2 separate regions of the Gossypium hirsutum genome follow, and region 1 is linked to region 2. The links are chromatin contacts, called in public Hi-C maps. All regions are on one chromosome and are shown on one strand. Each heading gives the region's core, a stretch centred on a gene start, on an enhancer-like site or on the middle of the called end of the contact. The rest is flanking DNA. Distances are from core to core; before and after follow the strand shown.

Evidence for each region. A called contact is a pair of places that touch in the nucleus more often than the background predicts.
Region 1: a Hi-C map of leaf shows a contact between it and region 2, with 2.6 times the contacts expected there. The contact joins the enhancer-like site here to the promoter of LOC107913710 in region 2. A contact is called at or near these places in 2 of 34 Hi-C or Micro-C datasets (leaf and seedling).

The regions. Positions count from the first base shown.
Region 1 is chrD08:13,282,986-13,287,439 of Gossypium_hirsutum_v2.1, forward strand. It overlaps the pseudogene LOC107913849. Among protein-coding and RNA genes, the nearest start is that of LOC107913840, 15 kb to the left of the region's middle. Within about 2 kb of position 3,191, at least 6 of the 9 cell types and tissues checked have an H3K27ac peak or open chromatin away from gene starts, as enhancers often do.
Region 2 is chrD08:12,937,938-12,942,397 of Gossypium_hirsutum_v2.1, forward strand. LOC107913710 (gamma-tubulin complex component 4) reads right to left here and starts at 1,428. Exons shown (of 17, transcript XR_001688634.2): 1 at 1,075-1,428; 2 at 714-1,005; 3 at 503-639; 4 at 14-112.

The DNA.
Region 1 (4,454 bases), core at 1,941-4,440, 350 kb after region 2:
ATAAGGGCAAAATGGTATTTTTTCCAAAAATTTGTGTTGGAATATATTGAATGTGAATTTTATTGAATTGAGTTGAATCCTTTCATATAGATCTGGTTAGACCTCGTACGGAGTTAGATCGAGGCAAAGAGAAAATCTCAGATTAGTCGCCTCCGTATCTACGTTCACTTGTCGAGGTAAGTTTGTGTAATTAAATTGTGTAATTATATGCTTTGATTGAATTAGATTTATGTTATCTGCATTATCATCATATATGAATACCGATTGCATATCCGACGATGTAAACGATTACTGAGCCCCGTTTGAACCTTAAAAATTCGTAGGATACAAATGACATGTCATTAGGGTTACCGATTTCAACTCTTATGAGCTTACTGATACTCAGCTCATATGAGGATACATGTACATGAATTGATGGATTACAGTTCAGTACACCTCGTGTGTACTACCCATGTAGCCAATGATATTCTAAATGGTTCAATGGGCACAGTTCTGTGACGAGTTTATATGAGTTCGATACGAAGTAGTACAAGGTATTTACATGATTTACATGGAAATGGCTTATATATGATATATGGAAACTTGGTATAGATGTTACGTGTATATGGAATTTGAATAGTTGTTGAACTGATACATGATTCTTGGTTTTTATATGAATTATATGACTAACTTGGTTGATGAATATGTGTTAGGCTTTTGGCCAAATTGAGTTGAGATATGCTTTGGTTTACTTGCCTAACTTGTGGTTAAATGGTAAGTCAAATTCTATGTTATACGAACTTACTAAGCTTAAATGCTTATTCTGTGTTATTTTTTGTGTTTTATAGTGGTTTAAAAGCTTGTTCAGGTTGGAAGTTGTTAGAGCTATATCACACTATCCATCGACTCTTTTGGTACTTTCAGTTATTTAATTTCGATTGTAATGACATGTATAGGTTAATGTATGTGATGATTTTACATGTTTATTGCTTGATTTTGGCTTGTTTTGGATGTCTAATTATGACTTGTGTATATGCAAAATGTTAAGTGTAGGTGGATGTCAAATTGGTTGAGAAATCTGGCTTGTAAATGACCTATTTTCGTCCACATGGGCAGAGACATGGGTGTGTGTCTCAGCCATGTGTGACACATAGCGAAGTGACACAGTCGTGTGTCCCTTGTATCTTTTAAAGAGCGCAAGTCAGTGTGTTCACACGACCTAGCACACGAACATGTGGCTTGGCCGTGTGGCACAAGTCAGTGAGTTACATGGGCACGAACATGGGATGGGACACAGCCGTGTGTCCCTATTTCGAATGCCCACACGGCCTGGCCACACTGTCATGTGACCCCTGTAGCTTTGAAAATTTTAAATGTTTCTGAAATATTTTCTGAATTTCTGATTTGGTCTCGATTTGTTTCTAATGCATATTTTAGGCCTTGAGGGCTCGTATAAGGGACAATATGTATGAATGTGATTGGTTTTTGATATGAATACTATATGATATGACATGTTCGTATTTTCTCTCTATTTGCTTGTAATATGTGGTAATACTTCGTAACCCTATTTCGACGATGGATTCGGGTTAGGGGTGTTACATTTATTGGTATCAAAGCTACGATTTAGTTGATTCTCAGACTAATGTACCGTATACGAGTCTAGCTATACATGTCATTATATAACCTGTGATAATGTGATATCTCTTGACCGTTTTAAAACATGTTTTTATATAGCAATGACATCCAACCGAGCTGATTCTGATGAAGTAAAGAGTAACGCTCAAGCCTTCGTTCACGAGTAGCTTCAAGTGGTACGAGGCCCGTATCTAAGGGCCAGAGAGGAGAGGCTACGGAAGACTTCTTCCAACTGATGAATGAGTGGTTCACCGAGTGCATACGAACGAACCCGGTTGCTCAACAACCTCTACCCCCTCCTACTCCCCAATCGGTTCCCGTTAATCCTCAAGGTACAGAACCTATCTAAGTTAGTAAGCCTCCTATTGATAAGATCCGTAAGTACGGAGCTAAAGAATTCTGAGCTACAGCTGAGGATGATCCCGAGAGAGTTGAGTTCTGGTTAGTGAATGCCATCAGGATTTTTAAAGAGTTATCCTGTTCACCGACTGAATGTGTGAAATGTGTAGTTGTACTAGGCCAATTTCGCCCAGGCCTAAGACCATACAAAAAAATAAAACCCAAAAAAAATAAAAATAAAAGTTCATTTACAGAGACAAATTACTAAACCCAATTCAAGCCCAACAGCCTAAAACCTAACCCTAACCCTAGCCCACAATGTCTTCAGGAAACAAAAATGAAACCCTAGCTTGCTGTCGCCGCACATAGCCCCCCGCTGCCACTGCCGTACGCCATCCTCCACGCGCTTAGTACCTACAGACAAGACAAAAAGAAGGACAAACACGGAGGCAAAGGGAAATAATAGCAAATATTGTATTTTTCTTCTTTTTTTTGGGCTATAAAAAGCCACAAACAGTGATGTAACTTTTTTACGATACAATTAATACAAGAAAAAACCAATCGAAAGTAGTAAATTTTTCAGAGGTAGTCTCGGTTTCTACTTATTTTTCTTTTTTATTTTTGTTTGATTTCATTTTTTAAAAAAAGAAGAAAATAAAGAAGAAAACATACCTTTTTGTTTCGGTTTTTGCGCCGCCGTGGCCAAGGTTCACCGTTTTCGATGAAAAACGATGCTTTTTTTTGGGTCAAGGAGTCGAAAATCCAAAAAATGACATTTTCTAACTTTTTAGCCACCGTGGACGATGGTGCCGTCGCCGGCAATCGGCGGCCGCCACAGCGGTCCGATGGCTGGAGCCATGGTCGGAGAGGGGAGTTAAGAAAGAGGGGGAGAGTGTTTTTTCTAATTTTTTTAGAAAAATGGAGAAATTATTTTTTAAAATAAAAATTTTGGTTTATATAGAGATTTGAAACGACACAGTTTTGGGCCTTAGGCCCCGTTTTAGAAGGAGTTTTTCAATAAAAAGTCCTTTTCTCTCTTAAAAGGAATAAAGAATGGCCTCCTTTTACGTAAACATTTCACCATCAGAAAAGGGTTTTTCTCCAGATGAAGAAGCTAAAAATTTCTCCTTTTCTTCAGCTTGAAGTGCTTTTGGATGATAATTGACCAAATTATCCTGTCTTCTCCCCCAAACGTTCTTTCCCCTCTGCTGGTTCTTTGGAGCTGTATACCCAATTTTTTTCCCCATTTTCGGCTTTCAAAGCTCTTTCCTGTTCTTTGTTCCTCTTCCGCAGGTGAGAGTTTCTTTTCTTCTTCTGTTTAATTAGTTCCTCTTCTGTTTAATATTTTCTTTCGCTGGAATTTGATTGCCATCTTATGCTCCATTTTCTTAGGGATGTTACTAAAAATTTTCTACGGTATAGCTTGAATTGTTCAACCTGCCACCCAATTGCCTATACATTAAGCTGTCTGTCTTCACCTACTTCAACAAGTTGAATTTACTTTGCAGTTGAGCTCAAAAGTCAGAAGAAAAAGAAAGTTTTCTTTTTAGTTTTTGGACTGCTTTCTTTGTTGTAGGTGAGGTTTTTTATTTTTCTTCCTCTTTGAAATCAATGGGTATTTCCCTTTCTTTGCTTTTATTAGCACGGGAGGAAATCCTTGAACACAAGGTTTTTGGTAGTTTTGATAATGGTGGTGATTCCCATGAAACAAAGCTTGAACCATCTATTAAACCAAATAGAAAAGTTATACCAAAAAACCCCACCATAAAGCTCATTGAACCAATTGTATTTTCTTCTCCAAGGCCTGTAACTGAGCTTGATTCTACTGCAACTAAGCTTCAAAAAGTCTACAAAGGGTATATAGGACAAGAAGGAACCTTGCAAATTGTGCAGTTGTGGTTGAAGAGCTCTGGTTTGTCTCCATATAATCTCAATTTTTCTGTTCCTTTTTTCAGTATTTTCGATTTCGAGTTATTTGTTTTGGTTCTTACATTCACTTAACATCTGCAGGTGGAAGACCTTAGATTTTGCAGCACTAAGAAGGTGTTCTATTTCGTTCAATGAGATTGAGAAACAAGAAACTGTGATATCAAAGTGGTCAAGGGCTAAAACAACGGCTGCCAAGGTACTTTTCTAAGTTGTTTCCAGTCCTTAAAATACATTACTTAGCACTTTTTCCCCCCAATGGTTCTTAACATTTTGCTTGAAGACTGACAAGAACATCCTTTTTTGAATTTGTAGTTAGGAAAGGGTTTGTCTAAGGATGAAAATGCTCAAAAACTAGCACTTCAACATTGGCTTGAAGCTGTAAGTCCATACCATCCTTCTTGATTACTCCAAAATTGGCTTTTCCATTGAGTCCCCTTTTTGTGTGTTTATAGCAAACTCTGCTAAGATATGGTATCATTAGAACTCACATGGACCAGATCTGGATGTTATGTTATTTTCTTAGATTTATGAGTAACTATTTTTTTCCTTTTATCTTGCTGCAGATTGATCCA
Region 2 (4,460 bases), core at 178-2,677:
CTTTTGGTCTTACCTTCTAATGAAAAATTCTCCATGATGGTCTTGAAGAGTACCATAAACCATCCATGACGCAAGTTGGTTATACAACACTTGATGACCATGCCAAAGAAGCCTATGGTTAAGGAAATTAGTTTAGCAAGCTGATTATAAGGAGCCCAACATATTTTAAACAATCAATATACTATAACCGCATTTCAAGCCAGTTCCCTTGTAAACCAAGCATAAACATTTCCCAGTCGTTCACATGCATTTTCATTAACACTGAAAAAGTAAGCATATAAAATGTGGACCATATTCATTGCTTCAGCCTCCATTAATTGTCTCAGTATACTGAAGAATGTAATAAATCTACCTTTTAATTACACTAAAAAATTTTCACTAGAGACGCATAAAATTACAAAAAGGATAGTATTGACATTCATATAAAAAATGGAGACTGATTATTGGCTAACCTTTTCTAAATCAAAAAGAAGAAGCAATCAAACAAAAGAAAAGTGAATACCTTTGAATGCAAGCCTGTAATTCAGGCACCCCACAGTGGAAGCGTTTGTGTAAAAGGTTAAGAAGCTTTCCCCCACGTAAATCATCACGCTCAATCTCTAGAACAAGCTCGTATAAAGGTGGCAAAACAACAAAGAACTGCGACCAATAAAAAAAAAGCTTGTAAACCGGGAAAAGGACAAAGAGAAGCTAAAGGATGCCAGTGAAAGAACCTTGTTGAGACCCTGAATGACAGTTGCTAAAATAGGCATGGTCTCCGACAACAATTTCTGCTCGATTTGAAGAACAACAGACCTATAAACAGAGAGAACCTCTACCAGACCATTAGCAAAGGCTCTGCGATAAATGCTTGGCTTCTCGGTTTTACGATTCGACAACTCGGACGCTCTATTCGAAGGTGAAACATCACCGGACCTTATCCAGCTTAAATTTCGGGATTTCGTTGTAAAGCGATCGAGCTCTCGATAGTAAAACCCTAACGCAATTAACCTCTCGATAAGATCCCTGAAAGAATAGCAGTCGTATTAAAAAAAAGGTTTCAGTATTCACGACATTGAAAAAGGAAGGTTTCACCTTTCGCTGCGGTCAATGAAGGAGATATCGGAAGCAAGCTTGAAGCAGCATTGATCAGAGATGGGGGCGTCGGGATATAAGGGAATGCCGAGAGATTTATGGTGTTCTCGCTCGTCGATTATGAGATCTCCGGTACAGCCAACTAGTGCTAGTAAAATTTCGTGCAGCATCTTCGCCTTTTCTTTAATCGTTTTCGCAAAAAATGGGAAAACAATCAATGAGAATCCATGACTGTTACACTTCGCCGAATTATATAAGTTAGCCTCCAAAAAACGCGGGACGAAAGCCAGGGGACAGTTTAACGGCCGCGGCTCACCTCACTGTTGCAACCAGTGGCGAAGGCGGGGCCAAATGGAAAACTTTCCATTTAATTCTTTTATAATTTATAAAATTTTAAATAACTAATGGAAAAAATATGATTTAATCCTTAATTATTAAAAGCATATTACATTTTTATTATCATAAACATATACAATTTAATTCTAACAAAAAAATTGTTGACTTCACCTTCGAGTTGCGATTAGGATAAACAATATTTTTAAGCATTTAAATTTTCTCAAAAGTTAGAATTCTAATAATTACGATTATAATCAATTACTATAATGCATAAATAAAATTATAATCATTTAATATATTTTTTAAAATATATTTTTTTTATCATCAAAGTAATCCTAAGAAATGGGGAATAATAATGTTATTTTACAACTTATTATAATTGAATGAGAGAGAATACAAAAGAAGTGAGGAAGAGGAACCCATGGTAAAAAAGGGGAGCACGTGCAAAGCGAAAGAGAAGAGAAATTACACTTTTGCACGTACCCTGCTTCTCCAACAAGGAGCTACTCATCTACTAAAATGTTTTCAATGAATATGAGATGAATGAGGAAACTGTGAAGTATTTATAAGTGCAACAGAGAGAGAAAATGATGGGCACCGCAATGGGTTGGGGAAGCTAAGGGGATAGCAATATTGAGTGAAAGTGAGAAATTGAAGAATGTTGGTTGGGCGAGTAGTGGAGGAAATTAAAACAACACCTAGATGTAGGTAAGAAGAAAGAAAGGGAAAAAAGCCATGCCATATGCCATGCAATCATGGTGGAATCGTACGCAAAGCAAAGAAATTTCAAAGTAAAAATGTGTATGTAGCGAAGATCAAGCGGGTGTTGTCGACCTTATTTAAATAAAGCTAGTCATTCCTCCACTACCGGTCCCAATCACTTTGCAGGATCCAAGGCACAGGCACTCTAGCACCTATCCATCCCCATTCCCACCCCTACTAGTACTACCCTAACATTGCTAGCCTTTGGCTTTGCCACCAAGAATCTCGTCCCGCCACCACGTATCCACCTCTTTTTCTGGGCCTAAGGATATTACCATTTACAAACCCCCTTCCTTTTATTTTTTTCTTTCAAATGTTGATACTATCCTTGACGTAGAACCTCTGGGTGCAAAAAGCACAAGGGAACAATGCAGGAGAGCACGTAGGCTTTGCGTGTTGCTGTGTTGGATGCAAACGTCCAAGCCTTTAAGTACGGTGAAATTTGATTCGGGTGACTAATTTTTGATGCCCTAACTATGTAATTTTTGGTCAAACTCTGCCATAATTCGTTCTACTTTTTGAAAATTTAAAATTTAATTCATGTACTTTGATTCCCAAGAATTTAGTCTCTATTTTTTAGATTCTAAAAATTAAGTACAACTATTAACACTATTAATTTTTTTTGTTAAATTTTTTGGTGTAACATTTTGAAATATAAAAAATTAGTTAATTGGCAGCCATGTAAATAAGAAAAAACATTATAGTTTACTTGAATTTAACCTCAAAAACTTAACAGCTACACAAACTTATGGCATATTTTAACCTAATTTTTTTAACTTTTATATATATAAAGATTTTTTTATTAACATATGAATATAGACTTTTTTACATTAATATAAAAAAATAGTTTAAGAGTTAATTGAACTAAACATTCTCAAATTATAACCTTCGTTTAAAATTGGTTCTTAAACTATCTGTGTCATATTGATAAAGTCTTATTATTAAAATCATTAAATAACATGTCAATTTTTATGTGGCATAATTTAAAATACAAATTCTAAAGAAAAGTAAAACATTACAATATAACTTTTAAAAGTTAAAACCAAAAATAAAATAAAATAAAATAAAAAGTGAACAACAAAACTTTTGTAAAAGATTCAAAAACTTAAAAACCAAGATATTTACAACATCCATTATTAAAATACTAACAGCATGTTTGATTCACTGTAATGGAATAGAGGCATAATGGAATAGAGGCGTAATGGAATAGATGCGTAATGGAATAGAGGCGTAATAGGTAATTCTTTTGTTTGATTGAATGGAATGGAATAAAGGCGTAATGATATTCTTGTGTTTGGTTAAATAGAATAGAGGTGTAATAGCATAAGAAAAAAAACTAAAATGACTAGAATACCCTTAACAGAATTTTTTTAAGTAGATAATTATTGTTATTGTTATTAAGTTTTAATAAAATTATTAATATAAATAATAAATAATTTAATCACATTTTAACATAATTATTATTAAATACAATTTAATAAAAATATATAATTTAATAAAATTTTTAATATTAAATATTCTTATATGAATTTACTAAAATCATAATATATAATACTATAAAAATATAATTTAAAATAATTATTATTAAATATAATTTTTCCAAATATAATTTAATATTTTTTTCTAAATATTTTGTAAAAAGAAATAAATTTAGTGGCAGATTACTTAGTGTTAAAAGTCAAATTAAGCCGCAAAGAAGAGTAATTTGTGTTAGTGAAAATTACATTTATCTAAGATCCTATAAACTGTGGCAGCATATACTCATTGAAACATTTATAAATTCCAACTTTAAATATGAACTTATGGAAATCAAAGGCATTTATGCAGCAAGTATATTCTGCGAATCTAATATAAATTTGCTGCTTTATAGTGAGCTTATCACTTCCACACTCCTCAAAGTTTTACAAAACCTATGGCATTCCATAAACCAACAGCATCTCTCTAATGCTTCAAACAAACAACATCAAGTAACCCGTCCTGGTGCATGCGACGAACCAAAACTGTTTCCCGATCGCTTTTGTCATGAGTCATCATATTCTGGATCTGCTGTACAATCTGCCAACAAACTGAAAATTAGTACCATGGCAACAAATTCACCATAATCGATTCTTCCATCCTGTAGGAGCAGAAAATCAAAACTTAAATCATCGATCAAAGGATAAAAAAGAAGACCTATTCCAACTGATAAAAGAAGTGCAATGAGGATCAAGGACCTGCAAATGTACTTAGACATTGTACCCTGCTATTACCATTTACTCTCAACCATATAAGAGAAGAACTATAAAAAT